4 separate regions of the Mus musculus genome follow, and regions 2, 3 and 4 are each linked to region 1. The links are chromatin contacts, called in public HiCAR-type maps. All regions are on one chromosome and are shown on one strand. The core of a region is the stretch at or near the end of the contact, and the rest is flanking DNA. Distances in the headings are between cores, read along the strand shown. Region 1 holds the start of Mdga2 (MAM domain containing glycosylphosphatidylinositol anchor 2). Region 2 has its middle 44 kb from the start of Gm31447. Region 3 has its middle 33 kb from the start of Wdr20rt. Region 4 has its middle 150 kb from the start of Gm25599.

Region 1 (2,729 bases), core at 178-2,677:
TCCACTTGTGCCCGGGCCGAGTCGAGGTGCCCGGGAACTGCTAGCAATGGGAGGAAGCACTGTCCGTCTGTCCTTCCCTGGCGGCGGCCGTGAGCGGAGCGCTGGAGCCCCACACACCCCACACTCATGCACACACACACACACACACACACACACACACACACACACACACACACGCACACACACGCTCACACACACGCTCACACACACACACACACACACACGCACAAGCACACACGTATAAGCACACACACGCGGGAACACACTCCCACTACACAATACCCCAATACATGCACTCACACACAAGCCGCACTCACACCGGGCGCCTGGGAAAATCGCAGACGCCGGGGAGGAGCAGGGGGCGGTGATGGGAAGCAGAGCTGTGAGGACAAGTGTTCTTCAGGGAAGCGGCTCCGGGCTCCGGGCGCGGGCAAGCGGCAGGAGCGGGCAGGAGCCCTGGGGGCGCCGCGCGACGCGAACCGCGCTGGACAGCCAGGGAGCAGGAAGTGGCCTCTGACCCGGGCACGAAGCGGGGCTCCCTCGCCCGGGTTCGCCTTTACAAAGTAACTCGCGAAGGTCCCCAGAGGAGCGTCAAGCGGCGGCAGCGGCTCGCCCGCCCGCAGTCCGGAGCCCCCAGCCCTGCTGTCTTGCCTTCCCCCATTCCATCAGTTGCCATTGCAACGCCAATCCTGTTACACGACAGAGACTCGCATCGCCGAGCGGGGAGAGGAAGAGGAGGAGGAGGAAGAGGAGGAGTGGGAAACGGGGGATGGGGAGGAGGGAGCGGAGGAGGAGAGAGGAGGGCGAAAGGGTCCAAGCGGGAGCGGAGCGCCCGTCTGGAGCTCGCCAGGCACCAGCCTCAGCCGCTGCCGCCACCGCCACGGCTCTTCCAAACAGCCTTGAGCGCCCCGCCAGCAAAGAGGGTGCTCCTGGAGGCAGCACCAATCTCCGGAGCCAAAAGCAGAGTCCGAGCACCACCACTTGCAGGAGAGGGAGGATGCCGAGCGCAGAGCAGATCCGCACACCGTCCACGCGTGCCCACCCGTACCGCGAGTCCTCTTCGCTTCCGCGCCGCCCCCGCCAGGTGGAGGGGGTGGGGGCGGTGGAGACTGGCGGGAGTTTAGACCCGGGAGCCGCAGAAGGGCTTTCCCCACCCGGGCTAACGGAGTGCTGGCATCCGGAGCGGAACAGAGAAGCGGCCGCCTGCTGAGGGCACCCCGGCTGCGCGGCCGCCTTGCGGGCCGCAGTTGCGGCAGAGATGCCCAAGCTGGGCAGAGGAGCGTCCGGGGCCCTACGCTTGCTCGGGATCCCTGGATTGACGCTGGGGGTTGCGCACCGCGGAGGCGATAGGAAGGAGGAGGAGGAGGAAGAAGAGGAGGAGGATGGAGAAGCGGCGGACGCGGAGCGCAGGCGGCCAGGCTGCCGGGGAGGAAGGCTGTGTGTGGTCACGTTGTGCGCTACGTGCTGAGAGCGCGAGGCTGCTAGCCGCAGCCCGGCGACGTCAAAACCGAGTGCAGGGCTCGGGCGCCTTCCCCTGAGCCTCCTCTGCCTCCCGGGCTCTGCTCACCAGGGTAGGCACTGGTGCTCATCAGCTTGGACAGCAGTGATGGGCTCAGAGGGGTAGCAGCACCCAGCCTCTCTTCCACCCCGCCGAGGCCATCCCTGGTTCTTCCCTAGCTCCGCGGGGGCGAGGGCTGGTAATTCATTTCCGATGCCTCCGCTGGCGTTTGCACGCGGAAGGGAAGGGCTGGCTACGTCCTCAGACACGCGGTAATTACAGGACACCTTTATCCCCTTTCTGCCGTCCAAGGTCTTCCAGGAACTGTTCTGCTTGGCTAGAGGGCAGAGCAGGCCAAGTCATTGGAAGCTGCCTCAGTCTTCTCCATCCCTGTCATGTTTCCGTGGAAATGTGGTCATCATAACAGAGGAAGGGTGTTGGGGGGAAGGAAGGAAGACCACCAGGAGTTCAGGAAGAGTCGGTTTTATATATAATACCTCCTAAAGTTAAATGCTTGGAAAAGCCCCTCTCACATGAAAGACAGGGTTCCTTGAAACAGGGTCAGTTCTGAGGAGCTTAAAATTCTCCCTACTACAAAATGGTCAGAATGAGAAAGCATCTTTAATTTACACTAGAACAGGTGTAAAACTAATAAACTAAAACATAATGGGGAATATCCCACACAGTCTGAGTTACTCTAGTGTGTTTCTTTTTCAAATTAGGTTTTACTGTCTAGATCCACTTAGCCAAAATATGGTAAGTGAGTGAAATGGTTAGACGCGTTTATACATGTGAGAAAGTTATTTTCAGGGAAATGTAGAGCACGGTATTCATTTATTTGTCTCCATAATACACTGGCATAATACACTGCCATTGTGGGTATAAAGAACATCTCCACTAAACTAAATATAGGCTTTTCTTCTCCTATGAAACACTATATAGGGAACTTACAGAATGAATTAGCTGGCTTATTTAGCCAATATATTAATTTCTTCTTGAAATTTAATATTCTTCTGGCTACATTGACTAAACAGGCGTGATTTTGTAGTCATACCTTAGCACTGGCTACTTCAGGCCTCCAGGTGGTGAGCCTGAGCCAAGCCTGAAAGACAGGCAGGGGGTGTCTTAGCAGACAGAAGGTACTAAGACAGAGCCATGGCCCCAGAATTTAAGGGATTAGCCAATTAGAGAGACTTCCTGCAGAAGTAGTGTGATTCACATCTTACATCAC
Region 2 (2,896 bases), core at 215-2,714, 1.9 Mb after region 1:
ACTCCTCACCTAAGTTTCTCTAAGTAAGACAAATTAAACCCATTGGTTCACCAAGGTAAACCTGGATGCAATCACTACTTTGTTCTGTCCTGGGTGCCCTATCTGTTCTAGGTAGCCTTTTGTTTAATCTCCCGAAAACATTCGTGCAGCACCCCCTTTTCTCAAAACACAATACATAGGCAGCTGTTCGTGCTTTCCTAAGAAAAGCAAACTGTAAACAATAGCAACCTAAACTGTTGTCGACTGAAGGTCTTGTTCTGACAGGCAGAACACCAGGGACTTTTGAACAAATTGCACCCCTGATCTACATACATCTCATCTAAGCCTCGCTATTTTGAAAGGACCATGTCAAGTATCCCAGGCCTGGGAGGGAAGCAGGGGTGTTGTACTGTGAGCATGGAAATTTGGGACAGACCTGTGCTGTCCAGCTTAGAGGGGATACAAAGAGAAAGGGAAGATCTTGTCTCAGTAGCTCCTGGCCCATTGGGACCTCTCCTAGAGAGCCGTGGTCCCGTAGTCTATCACTGATGCTGGGGGGGGGGGGGGGATGCTCACAAGTTAAGCTGCCTTTGAGGAGCTCTGCTTGGGCCAACCAGCAGCCAAGCAATTTCCTTTGCAACAATTTTACATGGTCTTTTTTTTTTAAATAAAATAAAAGACAAAGTGCACGGCCTATAATTCATGGACGCAGGACTGAGCCAGGACCTATGACTTTCTGCTCCCAGACCCAGAGACTTCTGTTCGTCCTGTTCCGCCCGGACTTTCTCTTTAAGCACACAAGCTGCATCTTTAGAAATGTTTAGCCTTCAGCTACCCACATTTAATCAGAAGACGGAATTGTGAGCCCCGGCTGTGCACTTCAGCAGCTGCGACCTCCAAGGCACCGAGAGAGGATGTACTTTGAAGGCCCTCGTTCCTGGTAAAAAGCAATGAAAGCCTCCAAGATCGGGCTAATAAAATCCCCCGCTAAAAAAACTCTCTCCCTGACCTCACCTGGAGCACTGGAGAGTGGTTTTAAAGCCTTTCTCAGAACCATTTAGTTTGGCTGAAGGGATGGAGGTGGGGAGAGGGGGTGCTTTTCCATCTCAAACCATGGGGCAGCAGTAAGGAAACCTGATCTGCAATGGGGGTCATATGACCGGTTTCTCCTACAAAGCACTAGAAATGGGGAGCAGCCGGAGGTCAGGACCGCAACCCTGGATGAAGGAATGGTAATCGCCACCAGAGGCAAGAGATCTTTTTCCAATTAAATTCTCCCTTGCCTCCCAGGAGAAGCCGTAACCAGTCAAGAGCCTCAGGACGAGTCTCAGAGCTATGTGAGACAGAACCGCAAAAGAAAAATAACTTCACCAATGGGAGCTTTGGCTTGCTAAAGGAAATCGCGAGTGGAATAGCTCCAGTCGTGGGCAGGGGAGGGGGGAGAGGGGGAGAGCTAAGACGAAAAGCAGCAGGAGTCTGATACGTCCCTGGAGATTCAGAGGCCACTGTGCAGCGCTGGAATGCCCCTGCCTTAGCTTTGTCATAGTGTCTAAACCATGAGCCCGTGCACACGAAAGCATTGCGAAGCGCTAATGAAAACTGTTACTGCTGGCGTCCAAAGGTGGGTGGGACCAAACCAAGTACCCAAAGGAGGACATGGGGGAGAGCCAGAAGGCTGGGCTGTAGGTAAACCGAGCACCTGTCCAACTCTGGCCCAGAACCCAGCCAGGTAGAGTCTGGATAGATATGATCTGTCCTTGACTCCTATCAATTCCTGGGCAGGTTGACTTCACCTGCTGTGCCCCGAGGCTCCCAGAACCTTCTCGAAAGTTCTTTTCTGAGCCTGCCTTCTTCTTTAGTCTCTATGCCTGGAAGATTTTCCCCTCCTCTGTCCAATCTTACTGCTGTGGAGTTTGTTTTTCCCCAGAGCCTGGTTCTCTAACAACCAGGTTCTCTAACCAATTGTTAATGGGTGATAATGGGGGCAATTTCCTCAAGTCTGAGATTTACATATTGACAGATCTTCCTGATCAATGCCTTCACACACACAAACTGTGGTTTAAATTCTCCACACTGGAAGTCTATACCCAGGAGAGAAAACTGATATCATTGCCAACATGGTATCATGGGACCAGGACCCAGAGATTAGACATGAACCTCTTGGTCTCCTAAATATTACTAAACGCCCCCCCCCCCCCATCTCCTCACAGGATCCAAAAGATAAGAACCTCCTGGAATCTTAAAGCTTCATGAGCCACTGATGTGGGGGACAGTTAAGATGCCACAAGAGACATAATGATGTTACCCCATGCACGTGCCACCTGCCGAGGCTACTAGGAAAGAATGGAATTCCCCACTGCAGAGCTGAAATGAAGCTCAAGATTAGGGCAGAAGACAGGTTCTGAAATTACTCTTCACAATACACACACATCTGTAGTCTTCCCCCACCCTCTGGGCTTTTTGTTCTGGAAAGTTGAGTGTCCTATGTCTCTTAGTGGTTGATAGTAAGAAATGGCTCTGTAATGATGATGCCGAACCTGGGGTATAAATTAATAATAATAATAATAATAATAATAATAATTGGCGAGGCACCTTTGACTCAGTAAGCTCTCACCTGGAACAATGTAGTTTTCTCTGGATGACGTGTCTGCTTAATAGATAGCCTTTCTGTTTTATTTATCATCCATCCATCCACTCACCCACTATCCTTTCCATTTATTTATTTTATATGAGTGCACTGTAGCTGTCTTCAGACATACCAGAAGAGAGCATTGGCCCCCACCATGTGGTTGCTGGGAACTGAACTTCTGGACAAGCAGTCAGTGCTCTTAACCACTGAGCCATCTCTCCAGCCCTAGATGAACTCTTTGTAAATGTCAAAACTCCCTATAACAAACAAACAAACAAACACCCTGAA
Region 3 (2,873 bases), core at 297-2,796, 2.0 Mb before region 1:
CTAGTTTATTTGATGAAAATACCGTAAAGATGGAGAACTACCAGGTACAGTTTAATCTGGGGTTTAACTGTTGCTTGCTTATTTATTTGAAAATGGCATTTAACATAGCTGAAACCTACGTTCAGGTACAGTTCCTATTTGCTTTCAGTCATTGGGTAGTGAGAACCAATCCTGGCCTGTGTTAAGATGCAGAGCACTTTGGATTTATTTGGATTGAAATACTATTATGGGCTAAACAGATTTCAAATCAGTCTTGGAAGAGCCACATTCCAAGTTGCCCTCCTGAGAGCTATGTGTAAAAGCAGATTTTTGAAGCCTTGTATCCCTAACCTTTTATAATTAAAAGAATGATAAGAATCACATTAAAAAAAACTTATTAGATATTTTCTTTATTTACATTTCAAATGCTATCCCAAAAGTCCCCTATACCACCCCCCCCCCCAATCCAGCTCCCCTACCCACTCACTCCTGCTCTTGGCCCTGGTGTTCTCCTGTACTGGGGCATATATAAAGTTTGCAAGATCAAGGGGCCTCTCTTCCCAAAGAATCACATTTTAAGTGATAGGCAAGAATTTGTTTTGACTAAAGGTAGCTTATAATTTTAATATAGGTCTGGGGTTCAGTGATGGAACTCCAGCTTGGTAAACTGTAGGCCTGGGTTCAATTTCTAGACAAAAATTGTTTTTAGCAGAAAAAATAAGAGCACATTCATTGTTAGACTTTTCCCTTTAAAAGACAGGATTTCCCTGTGTAAGACAGGATTTATGAAACAACCTTGTCACAAAGCCAAGACAGAATATTTCTATCAGACCATGACATAAAATTCCATTAGATGTTAAAAGCTGTCAATTATGAGTTTATCTTCACAACAGAGCCATCAGACATGGGACAACAACAGGTCTTTTCCTGTGGAATTGGGCAGCGGCAGATTGGCTGGATTAATGAAATTCCAGTCATTATCTGCAAACCATTTCTTCAGCCTTGGCTTCCTTCACAGTTCCGTTCCTGCCCCCACACCCGCCCTGTGCTACAGTGAGTTAGAGAAAGGCTTTTTCTCTCATAAAGAAAAAGTGCATTGTAAAGGCGATGGACTTAAGACTTTAGAGTGCACATTAACTCAGAAAGTAAGGACAGACTTTCAAACGACCGCCAAGAAACATGACTTAGTTCAAAGCTGAGTGTAAGAAACTGACCGTCTTCACTTACTACTGGCCTACTAGACTAGAGTGTTGTGTTCTGTAGTGCTACAGTAATTCACCTCTGCTCTAGCCTGTAGCTTTCTCACCCAGCTCTGACAGGGGGCGTGGCCTCTGCAGTGTCAGGAAGCCCTAGAAAAGAAAAGGCTCTGCAAGTCGTTGGAAAGGGAAACTGCTCTTTAATTCAAATATGTGGTTCTTGCACCCTTTTTATTTTATTTTATTTATCATTATTTTTTTTTTTTACAAGGCGTCTCCTTTTCAAAGGGCAGATTTTGGAGAACAGGCAGTAAGCTTGGATTTGTCCCTTATCTGTTCGCTCCGGTGACTGCTATTGCTGTTTCGTGGCCGCGGTTTGAACAGAGGCCCGTATTAGCATCCTTTCATCTGCTAAAAGCACTTCCTGTAGACCCCCCACCCCCCGCCCGACATTTCAAGAACAAGTCTCAGGCCTGATATTTTCCCTTCCGTTTTACCCCATGTCTAGTTACAGGGAGTGCTCAGGTTAATAAATATTTGAGCTTTAGTTTTGACTGATTAGGTGACTAACAAGTTATATGAATCTCCTCTGAATTCTTATGGGCTGGGGATGCTTCAGCTGTGATAAGATAACCAGAATGCTTGTAAAGCTGGAGTGACAATTTTATTCATTGTCTAGTTCTAGTAAAATGTTCCTCATTAACATGGGTGGCTCGCTATCCAACCGCTTCCTTTATCAGAAGAAGCTATATTAAGTACTTCAGTCTATTCTTAATCGTAGGACAGCCAAATCACTATGGAGACATATGAATATTCATTGAAAGTTCCAAGAGATGACAATATGTAGAGGCGCAGAGGGCTAGTGAGAAACAGGCGGCAGGGAACAGAATCATCTGCAGGGATAGAGTCAGAGGTAACTGGTAGGTGAGGATGCTTTTCCTCGGCTCGCATTCTTCGTTCTATCCACAGGGGAACATCTTTTCAGAGCAGGCACAAAGCTTTCTTGCCCTATTTTCAGCAAATATGTTTCCTGCTAGCTCAGTACTGGGGTCATCAGAACAGAGGCTTGTGTGATGAAACGGGACTCTCCTGTTTGGATAGATTATATTAACTACAAACATATGCTACATGCGAAGAGTTTCTTAGAGATAGCCTAAAGCATCTTTCTTTTGAACATTTTTTTTTCCTTTGCGTTCAAACTGCTTTCTGATCTGTGTTAAAAAATATCTTGCTATTCCCTTATTACCAGAGACCAGAGGCAGCTATCTTAATCTGGAACCCTGTGTGTCCTTTCTCTCGCTTCTGGTTATCAGTGTTTTTACTCCATGGGTGAATAAGGACGCACAGGAAGTCATGCTCAGCTTCCTCCATGGGTGACTCAGCATACACAGGAAGTCATACTCAGCTTCCTACCCCACCACTACTGGTTCAGTAACCACTCATTTTTTTTTTTTCCATTTTTTATTAGGTATTTAACTCATTTACATTTCCAATGCTATACCAAAAGTCCCCCATATCCACCCACCCCCACTCCCCTGCCCACCCACTCCCCCTTTTTGGCCCTGGAATTCCCCTGTACTGGGGCATATAAAGTTTGCAAGTCCTATGGGCCTCTCTTTCCAGTGATGGCCGACTAGGCCATCTTTTGATACATATGCAGCTAGAGTCAAGAGCTCCGGGGTACTGGTTAGCTCATAA
Region 4 (2,817 bases), core at 165-2,664, 1.8 Mb before region 1:
CAGACAACTTTTTGATACAAAGACATAATTGCCATTGCTGAAACAGGCAGTACAGAACCATTTGTAGTTAAGGTTGCAGGTGGGGCACAGCCTAATCCTTGAGAGACAGAGGTATAATCATAAAGAGGAATGAACTTAGTTTGTCTCTCCTATAAGATGACTTTTAAACCTAAAGTGGAGGCAAGCTGGCTCTTCACTAGGGATCGAAAGGGGTATGGCCAGGCAGGTAGAATGCATAAGTTGCTTTTCTGAAGGAGGCACATGGGCTCATGGAAGCTGTGAAAGTCAAGAATCCTCTTGCTATGGGAGGAGCATGAAGGCTTTTTCTTACCTGTACCACCCTTCCACTCCCCAGCCTGCTATTTCCTTGCCTGGAAACCTCTCATTTTGAGAAGAGCTGATCCAAGCTGCTCCTCTGGAGTCAGTTAGAATGTGACCCAGGCCAGAGTTTGAATCCAACTCCAGAGCAGAGTCCATTTTCCTATTGATTAATTTTGTTTATTAGTGAGAAGGAAGCGCCCTCAGCTTCTGAGGCCTTGGCAAGCCTGGAACATGGTCAGGCGTCTTTATTGTCACATGGAGAAAGTCCATATAAATGCAGACATACAGAGATTCCCAAGGGAAAGGACATGTCATGTAGGCCGAGTCTGTTACTTGCAAACCCCATGCCCAACAGGCTCTCATGTAGTTAGAGTGACTTGGAATTAACTGAATTTGTAGCTAAGGATGACTTTGAACTCGGTTGGATCAACACTCAGCTCATCTTCGTTCATTTTGAATTCAGTTTGTGCACCCAGCATCATCATTTAAGCTCTGCAGAAGATGCCTGCAGAACCTTGTAAAGCTTCTGTTGCTTTGACTTTTGCAATGGGATCTCTCTGTGGATCTCCTGGAGGGTTCCACCCACAGTCTCTCTTGCCCCTGCCTGAGATGCCGGCCACAACTGATTCACGTTGTATCTTTATGTATCCAATCCACATGAGGTGTCTTTGCCTACTTGAAAAAAATATTTGGAAGTGTTCTCCTTTTTTCTCCACACTTGCTCACTAGTTTCCTAACAAGATTTCTGGGCTTAGCCTTAGTTTGAAAGGAGCTGCCCAACTGATTTTATGAGGCCTGAGTTTCTATTTTCACCTAAGTCTCCAGATCAGGGAACTATGAGTCGCACTCCCTGCACTTGGTAGGAATTCTGGGTAGAGCACAGAGCACACTGCCGAGGGCAAATGAATATGCTGGTGAAAAACGTCCTATTTCTGGCTGTATCTCAAAACAATTCAAAGTGATAATTTCCTCAAAGAGGCGTTTAAAGTAAGTAGTTTATCTGAGAGAACTGTTTCCCAAGCCAGTTAATATATGCAGGGTCTTAGAATTCAAAAGTCATGCTTGCATTTTTATTCAAATGAGCCTAAACCTTTAAACTGAGCTTCTCTTCCCAAGGGAGAGGAGAAGGAATGCAGAACAATGTGCTCATTTTAAAGGCCTTAGGGGTGGTGAACGTGTGTGTGTGTGTGTGTGTGTGTGTGTGTGTGTGTGCTCACTCTTGCACTTTGTGATCTGTACAGAACTGGCCAAACACACTAACAAGTCTAGCTCAATGTCAAGTCAATTTTCAAAAAAGACTTTGAAGTTGTTTTTTTTTTTAATTCAACATTTTTTTTTTCTTATTCAGATAGATGACAATAAATTTCAAGAGAAGAAAAAGAAGCTTTTAAGATACGGATTACTTCACTTTAATTTTTTTAAAAAATAAATTGGCTCTTGGACATTTTCATACTTATTTACAATGGATTCTGATTACTCTTGTCTTCTCCTGTAGGCAGCTGACGCCTAAAATATGGCGCCGGTTTCTGGTACACCGTCACTGTAAACAACATCACTGTGCAGGCACTAGCCCGAATCTGGCGCCAACCCCTCCCGAGCGGGTGCATGCAAATTAAGGTGCCCGCAGACTGACCAATCCCAGGAGGACACAAAGCTTTTCCCTGTGCTGGGGTGTATATAAGGAGTCCTCCCTGGGTACCCAGGGTTCCCATAGCAGCATTGAGGCGTTCCTGCAATAAAGCTGTTGAGAAGAATCCGACCGTGTTGTGTCTTCCTTGCTGGACGAGGTGGGCGCAACATTCTCCTTTCCTTGTCCCTGCTGCCACAAATCCCCAATCCTCTTTATAGTCAGAAGTTTTTGTTTTGTTTTGAAGCCCAGTGGGTTTAATACAAAATGGGACTGGGGAGTAGCCCTTTGGGGGAAGTGCCTGTCCTACACAGGAGAAAGATCAGGGTTCCGTCACCAGCACCACAAAAAGATAATGAATCAACGAATGAATCAATGAATGAATCAAAAAGAACGAAAGTTTGACAGTTGAGATCCTTCTCCTTGAATTCTCATCCTCTGGCCTGAGTCTTTCTAGGGCAGTGGTTCTCAACCTTCGTAACGTTGAGACCCTCTAATGTTCCTCATGTTGTGGTGATCCTCAACCATAACATTATTTTTGTTGCTACTTCATAACTGTAGCTTTTGTGAGGCTATGAATTTTAATGTAAATATCTGTTTTCTGATGGTCAAGGCAACGCCAGTAAAAAGGTCTTTCGCTTCCCAAAAGGGTTTCAGCCCAGAGGTTGAGAAACAGTGTTCTAGATGGCTTAGTAATATGTTACAACTGGCCATGAGCAAGCACATCTAAAATCCAGCTGCACTGTTTGGAGTCTGAATCTGACATTTTATGGCTAGCTGCTCTGAGAACCTGACTATGTGCTCCTAAAACTCCTACGTGCTTCTGCAGCATTTTTACTTTCTTGTTTACACTAGTCCGAGCTAGTTTT

Evidence for each region. HiCAR-type assays count read pairs that join an accessible place to other places.
Region 2: a contact with region 1 is called in a HiCAR-type map of astrocytes, with 11 times the contacts expected there. The contact joins the enhancer-like site here to the promoter of Mdga2 in region 1. A contact is called at or near these places in 6 of 39 promoter capture datasets (cranial neural crest, frontonasal cranial neural crest, hippocampal neurons and 3 more), 5 of 484 Hi-C or Micro-C datasets (cerebellar granule neurons, cerebral cortex, cortical neurons and 1 more), 7 of 115 datasets of contacts at active chromatin or transcription factors (SST interneurons, astrocytes, embryonic forebrain and 4 more) and 1 of 9 other capture datasets (embryonic stem cells).
Region 3: a HiCAR-type map of astrocytes shows a contact between it and region 1, with 5 times the contacts expected there. The contact joins the enhancer-like site here to the promoter of Mdga2 in region 1. A contact is called at or near these places in 4 of 39 promoter capture datasets (cranial neural crest, frontonasal cranial neural crest, hippocampal neurons and 1 more) and 2 of 115 datasets of contacts at active chromatin or transcription factors (astrocytes and embryonic forebrain).
Region 4: a contact with region 1 is called in a HiCAR-type map of astrocytes, with 6 times the contacts expected there. The contact joins the enhancer-like site here to the promoter of Mdga2 in region 1. A contact is called at or near these places in 3 of 39 promoter capture datasets (cranial neural crest, hippocampal neurons and maxillary cranial neural crest), 3 of 484 Hi-C or Micro-C datasets (cerebral cortex, cortical neurons and ventral hippocampal neurons) and 6 of 115 datasets of contacts at active chromatin or transcription factors (astrocytes, embryonic forebrain, embryonic hindbrain and 3 more).

What each region holds. Positions count from the first base shown.
Region 1 is chr12:67,221,122-67,223,850 of GRCm38.p6, forward strand. It overlaps Mdga2 (MAM domain containing glycosylphosphatidylinositol anchor 2), which reads right to left and starts at 1,428. Exons shown (of 17, transcript NM_001193266.1): 1 at 1-1,428.
Region 2 is chr12:69,084,482-69,087,377 of GRCm38.p6, forward strand. No RefSeq gene overlaps it. Among named protein-coding and RNA genes, the nearest start is that of Gm31447, 44 kb to the right of the region's middle. Within about 2 kb of position 1,465, at least 11 of the 459 cell types and tissues checked have an H3K27ac peak or open chromatin away from gene starts, as enhancers often do.
Region 3 is chr12:65,257,410-65,260,282 of GRCm38.p6, forward strand. No RefSeq gene overlaps it. Among named protein-coding and RNA genes, the nearest start is that of Wdr20rt, 33 kb to the left of the region's middle. Within about 2 kb of position 1,547, at least 75 of the 459 cell types and tissues checked have an H3K27ac peak or open chromatin away from gene starts, as enhancers often do. A contact at or near this core is called in astrocytes, hippocampal neurons and second pharyngeal arch cranial neural crest, where this site is marked.
Region 4 is chr12:65,381,122-65,383,938 of GRCm38.p6, forward strand. No RefSeq gene overlaps it. Among named protein-coding and RNA genes, the nearest start is that of Gm25599, 150 kb to the right of the region's middle. Within about 2 kb of position 1,415, at least 13 of the 459 cell types and tissues checked have an H3K27ac peak or open chromatin away from gene starts, as enhancers often do. A contact at or near this core is called in astrocytes and stem cell-derived neural progenitor cells, where this site is marked.